3 separate regions of the Mus musculus genome follow, and regions 2 and 3 are each linked to region 1. A link is a contact called in public Hi-C and promoter capture Hi-C data. All regions are on one chromosome and are shown on one strand. Each heading gives the region's core, a stretch centred on a gene start, on an enhancer-like site or on the middle of the called end of the contact. The rest is flanking DNA. Distances are from core to core; before and after follow the strand shown.

The links. A called contact is a pair of places that touch in the nucleus more often than the background predicts. Capture Hi-C pulls out chosen DNA fragments and counts their contacts.
Region 2: a Hi-C map of brain shows a contact between it and region 1, with 2.4 times the contacts expected there. The contact joins two enhancer-like sites. A contact is called at or near these places in 3 of 484 Hi-C or Micro-C datasets (brain, cerebellum and nephron progenitors) and 2 of 9 other capture datasets (adipose tissue and pancreatic islet).
Region 3: a promoter capture Hi-C map of pancreatic islet shows a contact between it and region 1. The contact joins two enhancer-like sites. A contact is called at or near these places in 1 of 484 Hi-C or Micro-C datasets (bone marrow-derived macrophages), 1 of 115 datasets of contacts at active chromatin or transcription factors (pancreatic cancer cells) and 3 of 9 other capture datasets (adipose tissue, liver and pancreatic islet).

The regions. Positions count from the first base shown.
Region 1 is chr5:120,678,065-120,681,353 of GRCm38.p6, reverse strand. It overlaps Rasal1 (RAS protein activator like 1 (GAP1 like)), which reads right to left. Exons shown (of 22, transcript NM_001359144.1): 21 at 2,661-2,731; 22 at 1,757-2,432. The coding sequence ends at 2,326. It overlaps Dtx1 (deltex 1, E3 ubiquitin ligase), which reads left to right. Exons shown (of 10, transcript NM_008052.3): 10 at 1-1,090. The coding sequence ends at 106. Among named protein-coding and RNA genes, the nearest start is that of Rasal1, 31 kb to the right of the region's middle. Within about 2 kb of position 1,468, at least 149 of the 459 cell types and tissues checked have an H3K27ac peak or open chromatin away from gene starts, as enhancers often do. A contact at or near this core is called in brain, cerebellum and pancreatic islet, where this site is marked.
Region 2 is chr5:120,534,966-120,538,024 of GRCm38.p6, reverse strand. It overlaps Tpcn1 (two pore channel 1), which reads left to right. Exons shown (of 28, transcript NM_145853.2): 26 at 74-213; 27 at 384-464; 28 at 1,801-3,059. The coding sequence ends at 1,917. Among named protein-coding and RNA genes, the nearest start is that of Slc8b1, 25 kb to the right of the region's middle. Within about 2 kb of position 1,759, at least 27 of the 459 cell types and tissues checked have an H3K27ac peak or open chromatin away from gene starts, as enhancers often do. A contact at or near this core is called in brain and cerebellum, where this site is marked.
Region 3 is chr5:120,465,812-120,468,760 of GRCm38.p6, reverse strand. Sdsl (serine dehydratase-like) reads left to right here. Exons shown (of 9, transcript NM_001384254.1): 2 at 1,263-1,487. Among named protein-coding and RNA genes, the nearest start is that of Sdsl, 5.5 kb to the left of the region's middle. Within about 2 kb of position 1,485, at least 72 of the 459 cell types and tissues checked have an H3K27ac peak or open chromatin away from gene starts, as enhancers often do. A contact at or near this core is called in pancreatic islet, where this site is marked.

The DNA of each region.
Region 1 (3,289 bases), core at 219-2,718:
TGGTTCCAACCTCACTGGTCACGGCTACCCCGACGCCAGCTACCTAGACAACGTGCTGGCTGAGCTCACCGCCCAGGGGGTTTCTGAGGCCATGGCCAAGGCCTGAGGCCTGAGTTGCCCGCCTTCCCTTTTGCCTTGCCTCTAGCCTGGCACATGCCTCCCTCCGCTCTCGGCGGGAGGAGCCAGAAGCGCTAAGGGGATCTGGCTGGTGGCTGTGGGGGGGGTGATGGGAGTCCACCAGGCCAGCTGGCTCCAACCTGTGGCTTCCGGCAAGAGCAGCAGAGATAGGACCACCAGCAAGGGCGACTTCCCTATGGAAAACGATGGCGCTTTGCCCTTCACACCACACACAAACGCACACGTGTCCTGTTGCACGCACGCACTCACGCACGTACACCACGTGCCTCTCCACTTCTCCCAGCTTGGGGAGAAAGAGACAGAAAGGCCCCCATGACATGTCCTGTGGAAATACCTGTGTCTCCATTACATCTGTATAGGCTCGTCCCTTTCCCAGGACTTGAGTCAAGCACGGGATAGTGGGGGGGACTCTGTAAGGCTTCAAGGGGTCGCTCTGCCCCTGGGCCTCAACCCCTTAACCCACGTCAGCGCTGCCACCTGCCCACTGAGCACTGCAAAGCCAATGGGGTAGAAACCCCAGGTTATTAAGTAGCTTTTCGCAGGCCACTGGGGACGAGGCTATCTTAACTTTGTGCTTGTGTCTATCTTTCCCGGGACCCTGACTTCTTCTTCTTCCTGTGTCCATCTCTTGACCTCTGTCTATCCCAGGCAAAGACATCGTCCTTGCCTCTGTACCGGCTTCTCCCCCACTAAACCGCTCCGGACATTTGAGACCCACTTCTGGCTTCAGGAGCGAGGGGAGGAGGCCTTGTTCAGGCTATACACGCATCAAGCTGAGCAGGCAGCAAAGCGTTAAACTTCTCCCTGCTTGAAAGTGGGCGGTGGGCGGCTGATCGTCTCAGGCCAACCAGAGGCCCGTTGCCCAGGCAACTCACCAGCTCCGCCTCTGAGGATTGGCTGCTGGGATGGAAGTCAGCCAAGCTTTAAAGGGACGCCAGCAATTGCTCTTTTGGAAAAAAAAAAAAAATCTACCAGTCCCACTGTGGGTGGAGAAATAAATGGTCTTTCTCCTTGTCAGGCCTTTTTCTGCCAAGAGAGGGTGCTGGGTGACTGTGCTCCTCTGGAACACCGGGAAGACAATAGCAAACGGAGGACCACGGTGGGGCGGGGGTGGGGGTGGGGTGGGGTGGGGGAGCAGTGCATGGGTCTTGTAACTGCCCAGTCATGCAGCATCAAGAGAAGTAGACAGGATTCTCTTGCGTGCAGCCCTCCAGGAGAATGAGGAAGACCTGGGAGACACCATATCAGCTCACCGAGGCCACCCTACCCTGGAGCAAGGAGCAGGGGAAGAGGCTCTGGCAGCTCAAGTGGACCCAAGCCTGTGGGAGATGCCCCAGTTCCAGGCGACCCTTGCTGGTCACACATGGGATAGCGCCACACCCTGCCTTTCTGTCTTAGGCAAACTCAGAATTCACAGGCTCCGCCAGCCGACTTCCTCCGCTGTGGGTCACTCTCAAATCATACCTCACACTCACAGAACCATTGAGCCCCAGAATTCAGATGCCCCCCCAGACCGTCAGATGCATTCAGTGGCTAGGGCAGGGTCTGGGAACCTCTGTTTCTAGCCAAGGAGCTTCTGACTGAGCCCTAGGGTACCCCGATTTTAACACGTCACGGCTAAGCATGCTCACGCATCACTTTATACAGGGTATAAGAGAGAGGAAGAGCCTGTGTCCGGCTTCGAGGCTCTGAATTGGCATGCTGGGCCCCCAGTCCGTTCTTCTGAGAACACCTGGTTGGGGCTGCCAGATGAGAGTGGAATACAGAAGGATCTGTGAGGTCACAGTGGCTAGCAGAAGTGGAAAACAGGAAGTTCCTGGCCAAGCCTATTGAATGCTTTTCTGAGTCCGCCAGGGTTGGCGTTCAGGTACAGCTGTATCCAGCAGCTTGGGGTGAGATGGGCGCCACGGGTATTGGAAGGGCTGTGTCCAGTGAAGCTGAGACTCCAGGCTCAGAGAAGAAAGTGAGGTTTGGTCAGTACAAGACTGGGCCCTACCAAAGGCTCCTATGCCCTGGCTGGCTACAGAGCACACAGGACCAGGCTTTGTCTGGGAGGCCCCAAGCAGTGAAGAAGGGGGCCTCAAGAAGATGCCTGGGCCAAAGAATGCTCAGGGAGGCCCCATGGCTCTGTCCCCAGCTGGCTCTGGCACTTTCTCAGCATCCAGCATCCTAGAGGGCCACTTGCTCCTATCCCCGTTTCTGGAACTCCTCGTGGGCTTGCTCCAAGTCTTCAAGTACCTGCAGCAGGTGGGTTGTGGCTGCTCTCTGCTGGGCCAGAACCTCAGCACAGGGCCCTGGAGGGAAAGAAAAGGCCACAGGGTTCATCAGGCTTCTGGTGGTTGTTACAGATTCCACCTCCTGATGCTGTAGGGTTTTTTCCCCCCATGCAGGAAGAATCCCCAAATTCACCAGGATACTGTCCCATTGGTGAACTGGAAACAAGAGGGCATGCAAGAGCAGGTGTGCTTGGCAAACCGGGGCATGCATCTGTAAGGGACAAGAATGGAACTCTTCTCCCTTACCGTCTGTGGCACTGGAGTCCCTCCCAGGGTCCACTTCTGTGTCCAGGCTGGAATCCTCCAGCAGTTTCAGCCTGAGAGTTGATAGGAAAAGGGACAAGGCTGGTTTCTGAGGCTCAATGCTGCTCCTACCCAAGATTCTCTGCTGCTTGTAGGAGAAATCTCGTCATCACCATGGTTACAATTGTCATCATTATCACCATCACTACCATCATCATCATCACCACCACCACCATCATCACAACCTTCACCACTCAGTCACTACAAACCTTTCTAGAGTAGCAGACACTACACCGAGAAGCCTTGTACGTGCATAAATTCATTTACTTATACAGCCAGCTTACATGAGGTACCAATAATCCTGTTCAGATAAACCACTGACACACAGAGAGATCAAAGAACTTACCTACTGTCACACAGCATACTAATAGCTCCTACATATGGGAGGTTACGTGGTGTCCTTTCACAGGATCACCTCTGACCCTTAGGACAGTACTATGAGGTCAGTGTCCTGTCACCTCCTTTTTCATATGAGGCACAGAGAAGCCAAATAACGAGCTGAGAACCACACAGCCCCTAACTGGCCGGGATCTGAATTCAGGCAGCTAAGTAAAGAACCTTTTCCATAGTGG
Region 2 (3,059 bases), core at 510-3,009, 140 kb after region 1:
GAGGGGAGGGAGAGGAAGGAATCACTGCTTGGGAGGGAAAGCAGTTATGGGACCTGGCTCTCCCCACCCTCAGTGGACAGTGGCATCGTCATCGAGAAGGAAATGTCCAAGGAGGAGCTTATGGCCGTCCTGGAGCTTTATCGTGAGGAGCGAGGCACCTCCTCTGACGTGACCCGGCTGCTGGACACCCTCTCTCAGATGGAGAAATACCAGGTAAGGGGCCACAGGCTCTGCAGATTGCGGAGGGGGCGGGGCCTGCCACTTCAAGCCGGTGGCACCCACGCAGAAACGTCAATAGGATAGGAGCAGCAGCCTCCGTGGCCCACCCCTAGGTGAGTCCATGCCACACACACACACACTCCATAGCCTCCATTCCTCCCTAGCAAAATTCCATGGTGTTTCTGGGACGGCGATCGAGAACCAAAAGTGACCTGAGTCTGAAGATGTACCAGGAGGAGATCCAGGTAGGGGCTGGTGCCCTGGGAGGCCCCCTTCTGGTGGAGGGCTCGGAAAGGTCCCATGTCCTCCATGGAGCTAAGGACCGAGGCCCTTGGCAGCCCCCATGCTGATGCATCTTTTGATACTTTGCCGCATTCCTGGGTGGCCGCTCTTCCATCCTGTCCACTGCATGGCCATGCTGCCCCTTGAGGGTGCCCAGTGCCCCCAGTGGATCTTTCTAGAGATTTGAGTGACAGGAGGAGAGAGACCAGGGCCCCTGCAAGACCTGCTGCCTCTTCCTGCCCCTGTTGCCTGATGGGATTAAGCTCAGAGTTTTGACTTGGGGCCTTTTGATTTTAAGAAGGATAAGGTCAATTTCCTTCCTTCCTTCCTTCCTTCCTTCCTTCCTTCCTTCCTTCCTTTCTTCCTTCCTTCCTTCCTTCCTTCCTTCCTTCCTTCCTTCCTTCCTTCCTTCCCCTCCACCACCTCCCAGTCTTCCCATACCAGCAGCTGTTAAAAGTGTAAGCACCACGTGGGTCGCCACTAAGTCTTTCCAGCAGAACCCCAAGGCATGAGCCCTGCTTCTCTGGGGTCTCTGGGATTTCCTCTGCGGCAGCTTCATTATCACAAGACGTTTCAGTTGGCTCCCTTATATATGTGGAGGCCACTGAGCCTTGTGTCACTGATAGACCCCACCTCCACCCCCCAAGTGACACAACAGTCTGTGCCTGGCAGAGCAGTGGTGGCAACTGCCCAGGAGCACTTGGGCACCTAGAGGCCAGGCCACCTGCATCCTCTCCCAACCTGCCCAGCCTCTCTGGTGTCAGTTCCCCCCCCCCCCCCGCTAATGAGGGCAGAGCATTGGGCTGTCTCTGGAGAATTCTTTAAGCTCTCACAGTCTGGTCTGTGGCTTGGGTTTTGTTTCTTTAAATATGGGGGAGCTGTTTAACGCTCGCCCTACCAGAGTGCCCCAGACCCTGGAAGTAGGTGGCTTTCTGGGGAAGCTGGGAGGTTAAGAGCCTATGAGTTTCTGATGTGACCCATCGAAGGGCAGCAGCAGTGTCTGAGCCTGGGACCTGGCCTCCTCCAGAGCCTGTGTGTGGCCTGGCTCAGGCCTCTAACCGGTTTTTGTAGCTTTTTCCTCTATTGGTGGCCATTGTCTGTATCCCCAGGTTTGTGTTTGGGTGGTGACCTCAGTGGGTAGGCCTGGCTCTGCCTCTGCTGCTCCCCTCCCCCCCAAGCAGAGGTTCTTCCGCTCTCCCTCCCTTCCCCCCCCACCTGTGTGTCCCTCACACTGGCTGGGAGAGCTGGAGAGTTGGCAAGCGAGCGAACCACCCTCAGCAGCGCCCGCCTCTTCCCTAGGAGTGGTACGAGGAGCATGCCCGGGAACAGGAGCAGCAGAAGCTCAGGGGCAGCGTGCCCGGCCCTGCAGCCCAGCAGCCCCCTGGCAGTCGCCAGCGCTCCCAGACTGTCACCTAGCTGGGTTTCGTCAAGCCAGCCTCTTCTATGCAATAACACCATAGTATTATGTACTAGGACGTATGGGAACCATGTGTGTATGTAGACACACTCATATATATGCACATATTTACACAGAGACAGAAAAGAGACTATAGCCAGGGTCCGTTCCAGCCACCTCGCTCTGTCTTCCTGAGCTCCAGAAATAACCAGCTTAGGCTGGAGGCCCAGGCCTGGCGGAGCTCTCGTCCTACCATGGAAAACTCTGGAAGCCCTCTGCTCAAGAAGCCCCTTAAATAGGCTATCTCGTCTCAGCAATGCCGGCTTTCCCCGGGGAGGGATGGGGGGAGCTTGACCGCCTCCCTACTGCGGCCTCCAGCTTCGTCCCTACCTGAACCCCAGCCAACACAGGTGTCTGTGTCTGGTATGAGGATCAAAACCACTAGGAAGAAACCCCACACCCTGCAGGATGACATCTATCAATGACAAAAGTGTTAGAAGGTTCCCTTGAGGGAGACAGAAGAGCTTACTCTCTCAGGCTCCCAGTCCTTTCTTGTTGCTGGAACCCTACCACAACTCCCCCACCCCCACCCCCGGGAACCCCCACCCCCACCCCCGGCAGGATCCCTCCATGCAGGAGAAAGCCAACCAGAGGCCCTGGGAATTTGACTTGCTCAGGGGAGTTCATTTGAACTGGTGCTGAAGGCAGCCCCCCTCACCAACCACACTTTCACACTGCCTCCTCCAAGATTCTCATAAGCTAGGTGGGTAGGGGTGGCGAGTCAGGTCAGGTGACTTGTGGGAGTTCTTTTGAGGCCACCATAGTATATGGTGGCAGAGCGATGGAGCCCTGCTGTGTTGTCCACAAGGGGCTGAAGGTGGGCAGGGCCCGAAGTTGCCTAGCACCCCCACCCCCCCACCCCTGCGCACTCCCTCCAGGCTAACCTGGCCTTCCAAACCTGCTGTTGCTTGGGAGTTGGAGTGGGCAGGCACAGCCCCCCCCTCCTGTTCTCCCAGCCGCAGAACCAGGGGTCAAGCTGGAAAGCGGATGTTTTTACTTTAAATAAAGCACAGTTGCCCCCCCCCCCCCAATACATACACTATCCCCCAGGAAAAACCTCTGGTTTCCACAGAGAGTCAGGAGACTGGCCAAGTCCCTTCCA
Region 3 (2,949 bases), core at 236-2,735, 210 kb after region 1:
GCTTCTACTCCAGTAGTGCTGGGATTATAGACACATTACCTCATCTGGCCCTGTCACATGGGTGCTGGAGAGCCATACTGGGGTTTTCACACATGCCATCTCCTCAGACTCTCCTCAGTCCTTCTGTGACCCTAGAACTCAGCATGGCTTTCCATTGCCTGACAATATCCACCCCAACCTCCCACCGGCTCCCACCTCCTACAGCAAGGGCGTACCGAGGCCTGTGGGAAGGCAAGGGACACACTATCTTGTTTGAGGTTAAAGGTCTTGGGACTTGGCAGGTGATAGGTGTCTGGTAAATATTTATTTATTGAGTGCAGGAAGGTGTGAGCAGCCGTTGCTCTGAACAGTAAATAACACCCAGGCTTCCTCTGCTGACTGTGAAATGTTAGGGACGGGAACATGATGTGAGAGTCACTCTTCCTATTCAGACTGGAGAACGGGACAACTGCTGGCTAGGCTCATCCTGTCTCCTTTCTGTCTTCTTTCCTTCCTTCCTTCCTTCCTTCCTTCCTTCCTTCCTTCCTTCCTTCCTTCCCTGCTTCCTTTTTTCCTTCTTTCCTCCCTTCCTTCTTTCCTTTCTTCCTTCCTCCCTCCCTCCCTTCTCTCTTCTTCCTTCCTTCTTTCCTCCTTTCCTTTCTTCCTCCCTCCCTTCCTTCTTTCCTCCTTTCCTTTCTTCCTCCCTCCCTCCCTTCCTTCCTTCCTCCCTCCCTTCCTTCCTTCCTTCCTTCCTCCCTCCCTCCCTTCTCTCTTCTTCCTTCCTTCCTTCCTTCCTTCCTCTCTCCCCTTCCCTCCTCCTCTTCCTTCCTTCCTTCCTTCCTTCCTTCCTTCCTTCCTTCCTTCCTTCCTTCCTTCCTTTCTTTCTTTCTTTCTTTCTTTCTTTCTTTCTTTCTTTCTTTCTTTCTTTCTTTCTTTCGACAGGGTCTCTCTATGCAGCCCCAAACTGTCCTGGAACTTGCTGTATATACCAGCTTGGCCTTGAACTCACAGAGACCCACTTGCCTCTACCTCCCAAGTACTGGCATTAAAGATATGTGCTACCATGCCTGGCCTGCATCTTTATTATCTTGTCTCAAACATAAGCTGACCCCAGTGTGAACCAGGGCAAAGTGGCCTGACCCAGCAACAACTCTGAACCCAAAGTCAGATCTGGGGTGTGCCTATGTTATTGAAGGAGTCCAAGATGAGGGGTACACTCTACCTCTTGCTTGCCAGCCCCTGCTAATGTATGTTTTTTGAACCTCCATTTCCACACTTGCCAGATGAGCCCAGGTCGTTCATGAGCCATGAGCTGCGTAAGGAAGACAGAGAGGATTGAATACCCCCACGGGTTCATCTTGGTCATTTTTTGTTGTGAGTTCTCACCAGGACCCCAGAATCAGGAGCTGTCCCTTTAACAAGGAGGAGGGGCCAGGCCCTGGTAGCCGGAAGCTGATCTGGTAGCCAGTGCGTCCAGGTTGGTCCTGGCTGGGCTGTCCTTCAGGAAGGTAAGGGAGGCATTGTGGGAGTGGCTGGGGACCGTGGGGCAGTGTGTTGGGCAGTGAGTGGTGTGAGTGTGGTTACCAGTCTAGTAGCATCTGCCCTATCTTGTCACCTCACAGAAGGCAGGCCCTGCAGTCCCTGAGAGTAGTTAGCAGGGTGTGCTTGCTGGAGGGGCGGTCAGTTAGCTTGGCTTTCTAGTTTTTTTTTTTCCTGACTTAGCTGCTGTGTGCCACTAGATGGCCCATGGGGAAAGGACCCCTGGACTGTTGGAGTCGGAGTAAGGTCTGGACCAGATGAGAATCCTTACAAGTGGATTCCAGTAAGAAAGTCGCAGGGCCCCAGCTGTTCAAGCCCTTTTATGTGGGTGCTGGAGAGCTGAACTTGGGTCCTCACTGCTCAGCTCTAGCACCTGCCTCAGTGGTGAGAGGTGGGGTCCCTGGGTCTTGGCTCAGCTGAGTCCCCCACCCTGACAGTGGTGAAGCGGCCCCTCAGGAGGAGCAGAGAGGCCTGGGGACAGAGCCAAGCGTCTCAGCAGTTTTCCCTTGCTGCTTTTGTTTGTTCAGGGGAGGGTTTCTCTGTGTGGCTGTCATGGAACTCACTCTATAGACCAGGCTGGCCTCGAACTCACAGAACTGTCTGCCTCTGCCTCCCGAGTCCTGGGATTGAAGGTGTGCGACTCTTATGGATAATTGCCAATGGTACCAAATAGTCTCATTTTGAATGAATGAATGAATGAATGAATGATGATGATGATGATGATAATGATGGTGATAAGGAGGAGGGAGAGGAAGAAGAAGATATCAACAGTCCAGTAGATAAGATGCCACACAGTGGCTGGGCAGTGGTGGCGCACGCCTTTAATCCCAGCACTTGGAAGGCAGAGGCAGGTGGATTTCTGAGTTCGAGGCCAGCCTGGTCTACAGAGTGAGTTCCAAGACAACCAGGGCTACACAGAGAAACCCTGTCTTGAAAAACAAAAACAAAAACAAAATAAAAAACAAAACAAAACAAAACAAAACAAAAGATGCCATACAGTGTGGAAGCGCTGGAACTTTGAGCCTGTGGCCTTGTGTACCAACCCCTCTGAGTCACCAGTTACAAAATGGAGTTAAATACAGGCCTCTGTCAGGATTTCTCGGAGCCTTCTGAGATAAGAAGGAAGGAGCTGGGCATCGTGCCCAGTTTCCTGCCAGCCCCATACAACAGTTAGCCCTTATCAAGTCATGCAGGGTACAGTGGGCAGACACCTCCTTTTCATGGTTGGACTTAATCCTCTTAAGGAACCTGTGCTGCCCAGAGCTGACCAGTGTGTGGCGTAGTTCATAATTAGCTCGTTCTTATCTTTCTGGCCCAAGAGGTCGCTCCTGACTTCATACCCAAAGGAGACTTTAAAAAAAGAAAGATTTATTTTATGTATGTGGATGCTTTATTTTGTATATACATCTATATGTACACCAGAAAAGGTCA